3 separate regions of the Mus musculus genome follow, and all the other regions are linked to region 1. Evidence: chromatin contacts called from public Hi-C data. All regions are on one chromosome and are shown on one strand. The core of a region is the stretch at or near the end of the contact, and the rest is flanking DNA. Distances in the headings are between cores, read along the strand shown.

Region 1 (4,840 bases), core at 704-3,203:
ACCTGTGTCCATCTTTTTATCTTAACTAAAATCTGAATTTAGGAGGGGAAAAAAAACCATTAGATTCAGGGACGAACATTCAGCACAGAACACCAAACTCTTTCAGCTCATACCCCACGCCCTACCCCAGCCCTCCCGAAGTATTCTTTCTCTTCCTGGGAGGAAAAAAGAGAGACGTTTTACAGTCTAATATGTTTCATCGATCATAATCAATCATATCAATTCAAAAGCAGCAAGTGTACGTGTGGGTGAGCTCTCAATACCTCCACCCAAAAGACATTAGTTGTCAAGTGGGGGGGGGGGATGTACGCGCGTACGCGCGCGCGCGCGCTCCTGAGCAAATAGGAATAGAGTGAGAGATAAATTTAGAGGCACTGAGATGGGGGCGGAGGGGTGAGGCTTGGAGGGATCAAGGTAGAATTAGCTTTAAAGATGGAACGCATCTTCAGATTCCAATTAAAATGACCTTTTAACAGAAAGGATTTTCTAAAGTTTAGGGAGAAAAGTACGGGGTTGGGGTGGAGAAGGGAGTTGATAATTTAACCTGTTCTTTTTCAGAGAGGATTCTCTTGGGATTTGGACTTTGAGACTCAAAAGGAGCTCAGAGTCAGAATTGCCACGAGTTAGGAGTGGGGGAGGGTCGGGTTGGGGTGGAGATGAAGTGTAAACTGGTAGAGACGGTTAGACAGCCGCCTAGGATAGCTTGCTCTGCCAGGGATTCAAGTGTGAGGTGCAAGGACCCACCCCATCTACTCTCAGGAGCTACTAGGGTCTAAGCCACTTGCTGCGCGCGCAAAGCGCGCGGGTTCCCAATCGGTCCCCGGTCCCCACCCATCCAAGGTGCCTCCCTCCCCAGCTCCTGTGCCGTGCAACTGAAACCCCAGTAGCGCTCACCTATCTTGGTTTGCTCGCCGTAGCTCTTTTCGTTGAGGCAAACCCCGCGGCCGTGCAGCAGGGCGTGCAGCGGCTTCTCCTCATCCTGCCGGGGGAGGCAGCGCAAACCCTGGGCGCAGCGCTCCGTGTAGACGCCACACGACTGTCCCTCCGCCAGGGCGCAAGTCATGCAGCAGCCACAGCCGGGCTCTTTGACCAGCTCACAGCCCAGAGGGCTGGGGGGACACATGGACAGAGCTTTCTCGTCGCAGGGTTCACAGTGCACGAAAGAACCCAGGCCTTGAGCCGGTACGGCATAGGCGGCCAGCAGCAGGAGGACCACGCTGATCACCATTTTCTCGGAGTCTGGCTTTACCTCGGGGCGGGGCAGGAGAGCGAGAGTGTGTGGAGAAAGAGGGAGCCTGGAGATTTTTTTCCTTTTAAATCTCTTGCAGGTAGAGCAGGTGCTCTCCCCCAAACACTTGCAAAATATGAGGCAAGGAGGATTCAGATGCCTGCACGCAAGTCCCAATTGCGAGGATTAAAGACTTGCAACAGGTTGGGGGTGAAAAAAAGAGGCGCGCCAGGTGCACGCAGAGCGAGCGGAGACCGTAGAAACCCCCAGGCGGGATCGGGTCAGAATTGGGGGTGGTGGTGGAGAGAACCACAGAATTGCTCACTCCAAAGCAACAGAAATAATTAGCTTGGAGGCCTTGAAAAGGGAGGAGGTGAAGAAAAAAATGGATTGGGCTTAATTTTCCCCCCTTTGCTTAAAATCTAAAACGCAACCCCACTCCGCTCGGTCTCAGCGGCCAGCTGCGCTGCTGCCGCAGAACAGGTAAGAGGCGTCGGCGGCTGACAACAAGATCGGGAAAATGTTGAAATCGAGGGGGGAAAAAGGGCAAAAACCCAGACCTCACCAAACCTGGACCCCAACACCTGCTCTGTCACCACCTCTTCGAAACCCGCAGGTTCTGCGTGAAGTCCGGAGAAGGGTGCAGACCGAGGGGGGGGGTAACAAAAAGGAACAAAAAGGGGGAAAAAAGCCCAAACAGCTTTGCAGCTCTTTCCTAGCTCTTTTAGAAGTTTCCAAAGAGACTGCGGGCTCTGGTCGAGCAGGCGCTTTTAAATAGACGGCCCCTGGCTGCCAGCCAGTTGTAGCTGCAATTTGAGCTCCCCAACACCCAACCCATGCAAGGATGCCAAGGAGCTTTGCAGCGCAAACTCACACGGGGTGGGGGTGGGGAAGAGAGGCCTTCTAGACACGGGGGCTCCCCTTCGCTCCCTACACAGAGCCCTCCTCCTCACGGAATGTACGGAAAGGGCTTTGGGGGGGGGGCGAAGACAGGCGAGCTACAGAGGAGAGTAGGGAGAAGGTGGAGGGAGGAGTGGATGGCAGTACTCTTCAGAAGCTGGGTGAATACAATGGAGCGAGTCTGTTTTCCGACAACTAGCCCGGACACTGGCTGTTAGGAGTCACATTTTCTTATTAGCCGTGTATACCCTGCCCAAGAAGTCCTTTCCAACTTTAGAAAAAAAAGTGTCTAAGAGACCACTGAAGGTTTGTCTGTCTGTGTGTTTGTGTTTGGAGGACAAGTAGTGTACAGTAGCTGGTGAGGGGCATTGAGATAAATTTAAAGAGAAAAGGAGTGCGGGCGCGTGTGTAGACCCCTCCCCCATTAAAAGGGGCAGAGGGATTATGGCAAGGGCTTGTCATTATTGTTCTGGTGGGGTACTGATTTTAGTTAAAGCCAGTGGTCATTTTCCTTCACCTATATAGATGACCAGGGAATCTCTCTCTCTCTCTCTCTCTCTCTCTCTCTCTCTCTCTCTCTCTCTCTCTCTCTGAGTGTGAGCGTGCTATGTGCACTTTCAAGAAGGGATAACGCCCTCCACCCCACCCCCCTCCCCAGCTTTGTTGGGAGTAGTGACTGAGACCCTGGAGGAAATGCTGTGGGTTGTCAGTTTTATCTGGTGTCCTCATGGACACCTTAAATGTCCTTTTAAATGGAAGGAAGGTAGGATAAAGTGATAACCTTCTTGGGTTGACAATGAGGCATTTCTGTGGGGTAGGCAGATCCTGGAGTGAGCAGGTACCTCGCTGCAGGAGACCTTGTTTAAGGGTTAATATGTACCAAGGTAGCATCCTGGAGCCTGCACGTGAGAAATCCTCACCATGCCACAGGAAGCCCCAGATCGCTAGTCAGCACTAGGGACCATTCTTCCCTTAGGAAAATGAAAGAAAACCTAATTTTTGAAAGAAGGAATATGATGGCTTTAGCTTTTTTTGTTTGTTTTAAAAATTAATTTGACATGATAGGTGGTCTGTAGACTGCCCACCACAGGTAAGAAAAGACATGATCAAGTGATGGTCTCTGGGGAGTTCTTGGGGGCAGGGCTTTTGCCCTTTCTCCAACTCTCTTCTTCCCTTGCTCTGTTCTTTTAGAAAAAGGGGCTGCATTTCATGAATTTTGCCACTAGACTGCACCCTTATCTATGATAAGAATTCTTGCTGGAGGACTGCAATATTGAGAAAATATTTCCCTTGCTGGCTCCATTTGGGAGCATCTCCCCGGGCGCTGTTCACACTCCCAGATTCTGATCCAGATTCTCGGTTCTCTGCCAATAGGCACATTTTAAGACAGGACCAAATCTTAAAGGTGTCCTTTTACACCCATTGCCAGGGCAGTTTTATTGTGTTGGTGGCTAGCAGAGGGAAGAAGAGCTGTGTGCACCAATGTACCCCCACACCCCCCAAAAAGGCAGGAGGGTTGGTTGGTTCCAAGAGCCTGTCTCTGCTGTTGGAGGGCTTGGGAAAGCAGGGAGCAACTTAACATTAGAAACTGGGTTGCATTATTTTAGAAGGGGAAGAGATCAAGTGTTATTTTCTTATTTAAGTTAACTTCAGGAGGGAAGAGTGTTAGAAAGGGGCATGGTGTGGGGATGGGCTCAGCTCACCCTGGTGTAGCATTTGAAACGAGAAATCTAGGGTGGTTCTTCTGTCCGGTTTCTCAAGAGTTGCCCAGTACTCTCAAAATATAGCCTCTAGAAGTAAATTTTGTTCTAGCTGACTTCTTGTGGCTAAGTACAGTGTGTAAGGACCAGTAAGAGAAGGAGAGGGCTCATAGAGAAGAGAGGTGGGCAGGGAGAAGAGAAGTGAGAGAGTGGGAAATTGGTCCTCGAAGGGTGATGGTGGGGTCATGGGGAGAGATCAGTGAATGACTTTCTATATTAAACAACCATGATGAGCTCCACTTCCAAAAGAGCAGAAGGAACCGAGAGACGGGCACTGCTCTTCAGGGTCACAGGGTAGGCTCTTGAGAGCACACACGAAACCTCCTTTGAACCCTGGGATCGTCTGTAGCGATTTTTATCAGTGACTGGAGAGGTGAATTTTATGCTCAACAGTCTATATGTGATGTTCAGTGACAAGCGTGCTGGGTGTTGGGGCATAAGGGCTTCCCATGAGTCCATTCTCTCTGCCCTCTATTCGAAAAGCCCTGGACTCTTCAGAAGATGGGAGGGGGGGGGACTTAATATCAACAGAGTTTCACTGAGATGACTAACTTATTCTGGACACACTGAAATCTGGTCGCACTCTCAGAGACCTCCTTAATGGCTGGCTTAGCTTTGCTGCCAGGAACGTACCTGTGTGTGGATAGCTGAGCTCTGATAAGCCTTTGGACACAATCTTCTTAGTGATGTTTGAAGTTAAATGTCATCTACCATGCTCTGTCTCCCCTGAGATCACTCTTTTATTTGCTTTGACAAGAATTAAGTGATGACCAGGACCAAGCTTCAAGAACTACAAGAGAATGAAAGATTTGTGCTGTTTGTCTGAACAACATTCAAAGGGCTTTCGTTCAGGAAGCTTACCAGACCTCCATAAGCCAGCTGTTTCTCCAAGATTTTGGAATGATTTCTAGGGCAAGGATGGTTCCTGATAACAGGGTTGGGGAAAGCAAGT
Region 2 (4,840 bases), core at 1,485-3,984, 200 kb after region 1:
TCTTTCTTTCTTTCTTTCTTTTTCTTTCTTTCTTTCTCTCTTCCTAAAAAAAACAAAACAAAACAAAAGTGCCAAAACAAGTGGCTGGATGGATTGGGCTGGCAGGTAGATGTTGGTGGAACATAAATTTTCCTATAAAGTAAATTTACTGCAGGAGAAAAGGAAGTCTTTTTTTAAAAAAATAAAACCATTAACTAATTAGTTTTACACAAACCATATGCAAATCCCTCAAGTCAGAAAGAATTCACTTCTCGTTTTGCTTGCAACATCTGTGGCTGCAGCTGTGGGGATGCTGGGGATAGGGGAGTTATCTTTGAGTTAAGGTTGCTGTACAGGGTCAGCAGCTCACACATCCGTGCTCCCCAGAGCCATGAAGGCTCTACTTTTGTTACCCCCTTTGCTGGACTGTGCTGTGATCTTTCACTCCATCTCTAGAGCTGGAGATGAATTATCCCAGCATCATTTTAAACACCCCTGTCCCAGGACTGACCTTAACTATCACATGGCACAGTGTGGGTGAGGTAGAGGTGACCACAGTGACAAAGCCATTCTGAAATCTCTAAACCTTTAGGAAAGAGAACGGGTTTGATCTGTTGAACTGTGCTCCATGCCTGTGCCACACAGATTCACTACTGTCACGGATGTTGGCTAATTTAGTCCTGATGGACATCTCAGAACAACACTGTCCTCTGGACTGGGGGTAGGGGTGGGGTGGTTCAGTGGATAAGGCCTTCTTATGCAAGTATGAGGACTAAGAGTTAAGATCCCCAACATCAACTTAAAAGCCAGGTGAATGTGCTGACCCATCTATGGTAGAGGGCAGGAGGCCCTTGTGCTCACAGGTAAACATTGGAGAAAGCAGGAATGTTAAACACATAGGAAAGTCACCTCGATGGAAGAACTAAAATACCCACTTTCTGATCAGAAAGCTGGGAGTGGGTGCTATTAATGACTCTTTGTTATCTGCAGCGCCAGGTCTCCCCAGGTTTATACCAGATTTTCCCTCTTTATATTGCTACCTTTAGCTCCAAGTAGTTGCTAATTTGGGGGAGACAGGATTCAATGCAGGACCCATAACTTCTTGCTTCTCTAGTTAGCTGGAGAAAGGGGATAGAGGCTGTTTCCCAGTCACTGGGAGAGAGTGAATTCCCAGCGAAACCACTTGACTGGACTCTTGCTGGGCAGGGGATGGTGATTAGGGTAGAGAGAGGGCAATGTGAGTTTCTCAGTATGGCTGGGAAGTGAGAATCTTTTTTTTTTTTTTGCATATCTTCTTTTGAGAGGGGTCTAAAAGATACTGAGGGAGCCAGGAAGTGTATGGTGCTGGAGGAGATGTGGACTAACTTTGCTGGGTTTAGAAATGGCCTTTGGCTTCCTTTCCTAATTTAATGTTTTATGTACGAACCTTCTCATGAGCTAAAGTATCATTTCAGTAGATAGCATGAAATGTACTGATATAAATCACATAGCTTATATAGGCAGATGCCCGTGTAGGCAGTATACTGACAAAGAACTCATGCCATGAAGTACCCAAGGGGTGCCCTAGTGTGAGGTTGTTTCACGCATGGGACCCCTGCAGTGCTGGGAAGGGTCTTAGGTTTGGTTTCATCTTCTGTGTCTTGAAACATCTGAACAAGGAGTCCTGGTTTTTGTTTGTTTGTTTTTACTTTTCATCAAGCCCACACAATCCACACCCTCTTCTTTCCATTCAGGATGCCATTCAAGTTCTTCCTCAGGAAAGCTTCCTTTGACTCTTCCCCTACTTTGTTGGGACTGTACCTCAGTTCCTGTGGGAGTCAGAGTAGGCAGACTACCACCCAGAGCTTGGGGCAATCATTGCACCTGGCCTTGCTCAGCTCTTGTTTTTCCTCAAATGGAAGCTTAGTCCCGCTGGGCTACAAACTCACTGGCTTTTTACTGGAAAAAATCGTATAGCTCAGTGCTCCAACGAAAGACTTTGCAATGATTTGCACACATGCTATAGCTTTCCTTCTAACCTGTGAGTTCCTTTATTTATCTTGATGTCCCAAGACAATACTCAAAACTCAGGGTTCCTGTCAATGGGTGATTCGACAGGTGCTAGCTGGCCTTTTCTTTTTGTCTGTCTCTGACCAGGTGACTTTGGTCAATCCCAGGATTCTAGACTATTAGAGAGCAGTCTGCGAATCCATGTGGTCCAATCCATCTTTGAGTGACAGAGACTTAGAGAGTTTTAGTATTTCCCTCAAGAGTCGAGGGCTCAGCAGGAAGGGAGTAGAGGACCTTTGGTCGGGAGCCACTCACTCTCCCTTCCTCTCTGCAGGTGCAGCTTCCTCCTGTGAGTTGTAGAGGGGAGGCAGCCCTTGTCCATCCTGGAACAGCCAAATGGATTCTCCTTGAGACCAGCAGTCCATTAGCCCCATTTCTTCCGGCTTCCTCTGTGGAATGGCTCCCAGGGGCCTGCCTGAGAAGCTCCAGGACCTAGCTGCCTGTCAGCCACTTTATTAAACTTGTTTCCAGATGTCTCCACCTCAGATTGAAGAGGCAGGAAGAGGGTGAGGGCTGGAGTTTGTCCCCTAAATGAAGTTGGTTAGATTGGTAATAAATAATATTTGGTGCTGATGGAACAGGTGGTCGGGGAAGATGGGGAAGGGAGAGGGGGAAACACAGACCACATCCTTCATGAGACCATGCGTGAGCATGAGATGTGAAATGGATGGACAGAGTAGAACATCTGGGGGCAAGAGATAAGGGATGTATGGCAAGGTGTAGATAAGGCAGAGATGGGGAAGACCAGACAGTTGTGACTTTACAGGAGAGCAAGTCAAGGAAGCAGAAAAGGGGAGACTCCTTTCTTGCCTTTTCCAAATGCTCAGAGTCTCTGACAATCTGAAACAAGCTCTGGCATGTAGCAATCCCACCTCTGTTTTCGACATTACATAGTTTCCTTTCTTATTTCTTTTTTCTTCTCTGTATCAAACCTCTCTCCCCTTTCTCTTATAATGACATTGGATCTAGGCCCCTATTGGGTTTTGGATGCACTCTGTTATGCCCTTGGGCTGCCATGTAAAAAGTATTGCAGAGTCCCCAAAGAGGCTTTGAAGACTTGACTTCCAAAGGCCCTTGATTTTACTTTTGCCATATTCCCTGGGCCAAGTCTCTAAGGTCAGCGTAGATTCTAAAGAGTGGGAGCTGGATCTACCCCTCAACTGCGATCAGCTATTGTGGACGGTAAGGTCCTTTCCAGCCAAAGCTTTATTTCCAAAATCTGTTAGGATCTTTTAAATTGCATTGATTGGTTGATTAATTAGTTAACTAATTAATTAAGGTACCCTGGGGATGGAAGTCAGGGCCTTATGCATTCTGGGTAACATTTATACCACCGAAGCACAGTGTTAGTTGATGCCTCTTTATGCTGTGAATCTGGAGACCTTTCCTGCTCTGTGAAGAGTTCAAGACTACCAGCCTCCACTGTGCTGGCTCCTGCCTGGGCTTCTGGCCACTTTGCCTCCCATGCCAATATGCCTTCCTTGATCTGTACCTCTAGAGACAGGATTCCAGACTCTGAAGACTGTCCGGCACCCAGACACAGGGCAGAAAAATGGAATCCTACTGAGGTACAAGCCAGAAGGGACCCATCCCTGGAAGTGTATCTTGTTTAAGCTAGCAGCAACTATGAGAACATTACATGTATACTGGGTCTTACTTGAAAAGCTTTGTATGTACCAACTCATTAGATAATTCTAGCAATTCTGTGATAAAAGTATTATAGTTATACCCATTTTATAAAGAAGAAAACTGAGGCATGGAGAAGTTAAAGTTTAGCTCAGAAACTAAAAAAAAGTTAAGTAACTCACCTAGGTTCATAGTGCTGTAAAAGAGGAATCTACTATTCTGTTCAAATCCAGTTGAAGTGTGTGGTGAGAACCAGGTATAAGATCTGGGAGATGTGTGTATAATAAGACATTTACCATACATTCATGAAGATCTGAGTTTGGATCCTCTGAACCCATAACTGGAATAGGAAGGACTCTGGGGCTTGCTGGCTAGAAAGTCTAGTTTCTAACTCTGTAACACTGCAAGCCTTGTGATCTTTTGTCAGTGGAGGAAGGCTCAAAAGCCTGTGTCTACGACTCTTAAATTGGCTAACTTTTTGTAGGAGACCAAATGCTTCCTTTGTAAGTTCATAGATTTCCATGTTAAGCTAGCCTCACTATCAACTATCTCTGTGTCAAGGAGACTCTTTATTTCCATCGGTGCTCTGGAACTCACAGGGGAATGAAGCACAATGTAAAATTTGGCTACATTCAAACTATGGGATTATAATCTTGGGTTATAATCTTCAGGCAAATGAATATGCTGAAGAGCCAGGAAGTGTGGAAGTCTTTAATATGGAAATCTGATCTCTGAATTTTCAGAGTCAGCAGGGACTGGAAGTCATACAAATGCCAGACTTTCCAAGGGAGAAAGTAAGGGTGGGGTGACTTCTGTGGGATTCTCTTGGTGACCTCTCTGCTCCTAACCCATTCTGTGAGCACTTTGTATTTATCCTTTTAAACTGATTTTCTTCGGCGAAGGGACAGAAATCCCCCAGAGAAGAATAGCAGAGACCATCCATCTAGATGGGATGGTTGAGGCTGCCTTGGCAGGGCAAACAGACATCATGAGCCTGGCATCATGTAGGATCCATTTATGGCCCTCTGGCCATCTCCTCCTCCTCCTCCTGGGATGGCAGATGGCCTGTGTTTTTAATAATTAAGAAAAAAAAAGTAGGAGGGAAATCAGGCTCAGTAGGAGAAATTTGGAACCATCCAGGCAGCACAATTGAGTTGTGAAGTTGTTTGGAAAGTGCAAATGGAGG
Region 3 (4,840 bases), core at 771-3,270, 160 kb after region 1:
TTTTCCACAGTCTACCTCACTTCTCCCTCCCTGCTGTGCACCCCACCCCCTCAGATTCTCAGAACTCAGCCTCATTGGATTCCCGGAAATGGCTGGTGCAACTTGGTAACCAAATCCTCCGAATCCCTTTGTATATCTTTCTGCTTCTCTGCCCTCTCCACTGGTGTCCTTAGGGTTGTGTCTGGTTACAGAGTAGAGACCTGCCAAGCCAGGCTGACCCCTGTGGATGGTATTCAGCAAAATTCTAGGCTTGGATTCTCACAAGTGAGGGCCACTCTTCCCTCTCCCTGACCTGACTTTCTTGGAGGAGCTTGGTAGGCCTGGTCTTCCCCTTGCAGAGGCTTCTCCTTATACCCAGAGGTCTCCTCCTGACCAGGGGTCTCCACCTACCCAGGCTTCTCCACAAATTGAGGGATTCCAGGTCCTGGAAAGTGCATTTTCATTGTCCCCAGAGAAGTCTTTGATTTCTAACCCAGGCTGTAGGCTGTGGTTTCCTGTCCTGTATCTCCTTTGTCTAGAGCCTTCCTCTTCTCCGTGGGGAATTGTTATTATTTGTTGACTACATCTCATTAGATCAGAGAAGGGAATGGATGACATTAGAGTCTTTCTGGTAAAGAAATATAGCTTGGTTTGGTGGCAAAGGCTTATAAACAGGGAAGTCTAGGCATAATGGTTACTCAGGGGGCTGAGACAGGAGGATCACACGTTTGAAGCCAGCCAGGGTAACCCTGTACCAAAAAGAAAAATAAAAAGAGGCCCTAGAAGGTACTCAGTCGATAATGTATGTGCTTCACAGACACGAGGACCTGGTTTTGATCTCCAGCACCCACAAAAGAAGCCAGGCATGGTAGTATGTGTTCATAACATCAGCACTGGGGAGCTAGAGACAGGAAGATGTCAGCCAGTCTAGCCTAGTTGCTGAGCTCCCAGCCAGTAAGAGGCCTTGTCTCACAGGAGGTAGGTAGCATAGCATTCCTGAGGATGACACCCAACATTGTCCTCTGGGCTCCCCATACATGTGTATACATGTAGGTACTCACCTTCACACACATGTACACATACCTGCACACACACAAACGTGCATGCCCATGCACAATCCCATGGATTAAAAAAGTGTGTAGAGCTATAACCCAGTGACAGGATGCTTGCTATGCATGTGAGAGGCTTAGAATTAAAAACTGATCAGACACCTCAGTCCACACAACTAGGATGCTGCTTAGATCGTACATCCAAGAAACAGTCAAAGAGAGGGCCACAAAGAAGGGAAAAGTGAGGGAAGTTGACGAGGAGTGAAGTCTTTGTCTGGGTGCTTAGGGCTTCTGATGGGAGTACGTCGAAGGTTTGGGAGTAGGCTGTGTTTGCTAGCAAAGAAGGCTGGCATGTCTTTGGCTCTCACAAAATATTTGGACTCTGTAGTGGGCAGGCAATTGCTGAACAACAACAAAATCACACCGCTCAACTTCCTTACAGTACAACTGAGGGAAATGTAGTTGCCAGGAGGTCTCACGTCTCTGAGCTGTTCCACCCTAGACTGTGGGGGAGAGAAATGGCTGCCACTCCCCGGGTAGAGTCTGTCTCCTCAGTGGGGAGAAGGACCTGAGGAACAGCTTAGAGACTGGCTGTGTATTGACAGATGTGCTCAGTGTGGACAGAGACCGTGACAGCAGGTCCTCTTGTGCCTGGGCCAGCAGCATGTACTTCACCGAGAAAGAAACCGGTCAGACTTGCAGATCTTTCACCTCTCTCTGACTCAGTAAAGGATGCACAGCACAACCAGGGTCCAGCTAGGGCTGGTGGAACACAACTTTAGTTTGTGGGTACAGCACACAGGAGGCCCAGTGTCCCATCTTGACACTTACAAAGAGGCTCTTGAGAGAATTCTATTCTTCCCAGCTCCCACAAACAGCAGTGTATCTTATGTCTCCCTTTCACTGGCCATATCCGTCACACCCCTAACCCCTGGCTGTGATGCTGCAGTCTTATCTGTTGTACCCAGATAAAAAGTGACTTGACCTAATCAGTCTGACTGGACAGCCTGGCTCCAGGGAGGGTTGCTGATGGTGCCCCAGCCAGAAATGGAGCCTCATGTAGAGCTGGGCCCTTTATCTACCCGTGGGGCCAATCATTACCACACTTCTCCAGAAACTGCTGGTACATAGTTGGGCTCGCTCTCTTTAATCAGCCATGAACAACTGAATTCCCAAGAAAGATGAAGGGTGACTGTGTAGGGTTTCTGTGAAAACCACAGTGGCAAAGTCATCTGTCAGGGTCATGCTATATCATGGGTGGCTGCTAGAGGAAATTTGAATAGAAAAAATATATCTTTGCATCTGTTAGTGGCATTGTGAGCTGTGTGTGAGCCATCACAGCATGGCAGGTTGCCTGCCAGAGATGAGGATTCTTGCTGTCTTTTGGATACTACTTGCTTGTTATTATAAAGTGTGTGTAGGTAAAGGGGCAGGGCAGGGTTCCTCATTGCAGAAGCAGAAACAGGCTGAGAATATTTCAGAGCACTTGTTGATTTTTCTCCTGGCCTTTGCTTAAGTCCTTGGCAGGAGCTGAGACCCAAAGCTCTGTCCTGGTATTGTGGCAGGAACCAGGGCTCATGCCCAGGAATGCTGCCTACCAGGGAGGTCGACTTATGTCCCTCCCAGGCTCAGCCTGTGTGGCATGAAGGATCAGTTAAAGGGATTTGTAAGCCTCGGGAAAATGGTCAAGGCTGGATCAAAATTAGTCAAGTCTGCCGTGAAGGAAACTAAGGAGGACACACACACACACACACACACACACACTCACACACACACACACACACACACACACACACACACACACACGAGGGGAGGGAGAGAAAGGGAGGGAGAAGGGGGGAGAGTTTGCGGTCACAGGCAGGAGCAGAGAGAAGAGAATGACATAATCTTATTGCCTACTCAACCTTTTCTTTATCCAGGACTCCAAGCCCAGGAAAAGGTGGAAGGAATAGGTCTTCCAACCTCACTCGACATAGTCAAGATACCCCCTTCCCACCCAGACTCTAGATTGATTCTAGATTGTGTCAAATTGACAAATACAACTAACTGCCACAAGGACTGTCATTAGCTCATGCGCTTTGGGGGTAGCAGCCCTGGGGTAAGAGGGTGTCTGGGCTGGGACAGGGGATGATGGGAATTATCCGAAAACTCATCTAGACAGGGAGGAAGCTGACACAAGGCTTGTCTAGACACCTCTGTTCTGCTCCTCTCCTGACCATGACTCCTTTTCTCTGCCTGTAGTTTTTTCGTCCATCTGCCTGCCTGCTCTAGAACTGAGGGGGGAGTGCATCTTTAACTGTCAGAGTCACAGTAAAGACAGTTGTCTATTATTTGTTAACGAGAAGGGGTTAGGAGATAGCTATCTCTCTGGAGAGGCCAGAGCTCCCCCATGGTGATTTAAATGTGCTTTTCTTGTAAAGTATTAGATGACTCTCCCTCTGCAGAGCCTCAGTGTAGAGGAGAAGGTGTCCCATAGCAGATATAGGAAGAGGACGAGAGTCTCTTCCCTTCAAGCTGCTCATCATCTTTCTCATTGACTCCTTTCGGGACCCTAGAGGCCACCTGTGAAAAATGACATCAAATCATTTGGGGAAACGTGATTATTTCTTAATTTCTTAATTATCTCTATGATTATTAAGCAGTGCATGTATCACACTGTGAGCTCTTGAGAGCCTCTAGTCCAGGAGTCTGCCAAGAACAAATGGCAGAGGGCTTGTGTGCTCAGTAGGCTTGATCATTCATGGCTTCATAGTCCAGGAGTGGTTTGTGTTCTTAGAAAGACTGAGGTAACCAGGTAACCAGTAGGGCTGGCTGGTTCTCTCTCTCTCTCTCTCTCTCTCTCTCTCTCTCTCTCTCTCTCTCTCTCTCTCTCTCTCAAGTCCGAGGCTTCAGGGGGATTTGGAAGGAGCAAAGAAGCAACAGCTCAGTCCACAAGAGGACTTACTTTCTAGGTTAGGCTCTCTTTCTTTTAATAGTCCCTATTCGGGCCTCCAGAATGGAGACTTTGGAGGAATGTTTACACAGCTGATGCCATAGAACTTGAGGCCCTCTGGGTCTTCACCTGGGACCCCCACCCAGCTTTTCTTCTAGCAAACATGTTTGGCAAGTATTGCCACCCTATTGGTGAGTCCTCCCAGATCCTGAGGGAAGTGACAGGAATGAAACACTGGCTGTTCCTTGTTTAGCCTGCCTCACCTGTCTTTGTCAATCACATCCTTAGGAGCTTCCTTACATTGAAGAGAAGTCTCTACTAGGAGGGACACTTGTTTGCTGTTTATCAAATCTCTTCTGTTGTAATATTTATTATACTGTCCACATGACTAGGGACCTTCTTTATCTTAGAACACTGCTTTCCATCCCAGTGCTAGACTAGCCAGCCTTCTGCCCTGCCTTTGCTTGTGTTCCTGCCAGGGAGGCCCTCGCTGACCTCTACCCTCCCTACTCCCTGGCTGCCTCTTCTCTCTAGTCTCTAACTCACTGTGCTGTGGGGTGTTCTTGGCCACCCATCACTTGTCACCATCAATCCTTGGACACTCTCCGTCTGGACACCTGTTCCTACTTGATCAGATCCTGCCTGCTTGGCTATCTTCTCAGGGTGAATTAAGGAGAGGAGGCTCCATCCAGGGAGTGCTGGGATGACTGACTGCCCAGGCTGTGATGCGAATGAGGCTGTGAAGATAGACAGGAACAGGCCCTGCCCTTGGGGACCCTCTACTCATTTGGGGGAGTAGGGAAGTAGCTCGTTGGAATACTAAAGTCACCTGTTCTGTTCCAGAAGTTCCCATTAGCTTGGACCTGCTAAATTGGCTGGG

Evidence for each region. A called contact is a pair of places that touch in the nucleus more often than the background predicts.
Region 2: a Hi-C map of the N1E-115 cell line shows a contact between it and region 1, with 5 times the contacts expected there. The contact joins the enhancer-like site here to the promoter of Igfbp5 in region 1. A contact is called at or near these places in 14 of 39 promoter capture datasets (the 3T3-L1 cell line, 3T3-L1-derived adipocytes, cranial neural crest and 6 more), 1 of 15 datasets of contacts at CTCF or cohesin (the G1E-ER4 cell line), 13 of 484 Hi-C or Micro-C datasets (the C2C12 cell line, the G1E-ER4 cell line, the N1E-115 cell line and 5 more), 8 of 115 datasets of contacts at active chromatin or transcription factors (craniofacial prominence, embryonic limb bud, embryonic stem cells and 2 more) and 1 of 9 other capture datasets (embryonic stem cells).
Region 3: a contact with region 1 is called in a Hi-C map of muscle stem cells, with 4 times the contacts expected there. The contact joins the enhancer-like site here to the promoter of Igfbp5 in region 1. A contact is called at or near these places in 13 of 39 promoter capture datasets (the 3T3-L1 cell line, 3T3-L1-derived adipocytes, the HPC-7 cell line and 8 more), 2 of 15 datasets of contacts at CTCF or cohesin (the G1E-ER4 cell line and pro-B cells), 21 of 484 Hi-C or Micro-C datasets (8-cell embryo, the AtT-20 cell line, the C2C12 cell line and 12 more), 8 of 115 datasets of contacts at active chromatin or transcription factors (astrocytes, cardiomyocytes, embryonic limb bud and 4 more) and 1 of 9 other capture datasets (embryonic stem cells).

The regions. Positions count from the first base shown.
Region 1 is chr1:72,872,912-72,877,751 of GRCm38.p6, forward strand. It overlaps Igfbp5 (insulin-like growth factor binding protein 5), which reads right to left and starts at 1,954. Exons shown (of 4, transcript NM_010518.2): 1 at 895-1,954. The coding sequence starts at 1,228.
Region 2 is chr1:73,070,032-73,074,871 of GRCm38.p6, forward strand. No RefSeq gene overlaps it. Among named protein-coding and RNA genes, the nearest start is that of 1700027A15Rik, 56 kb to the left of the region's middle. Within about 2 kb of position 2,735, at least 7 of the 459 cell types and tissues checked have an H3K27ac peak or open chromatin away from gene starts, as enhancers often do. A contact at or near this core is called in the G1E-ER4 cell line and the N1E-115 cell line, where this site is marked.
Region 3 is chr1:73,036,676-73,041,515 of GRCm38.p6, forward strand. No RefSeq gene overlaps it. Among named protein-coding and RNA genes, the nearest start is that of 1700027A15Rik, 23 kb to the left of the region's middle. Within about 2 kb of position 2,021, at least 26 of the 459 cell types and tissues checked have an H3K27ac peak or open chromatin away from gene starts, as enhancers often do. A contact at or near this core is called in the C2C12 cell line, the G1E-ER4 cell line, astrocytes and 1 more, where this site is marked.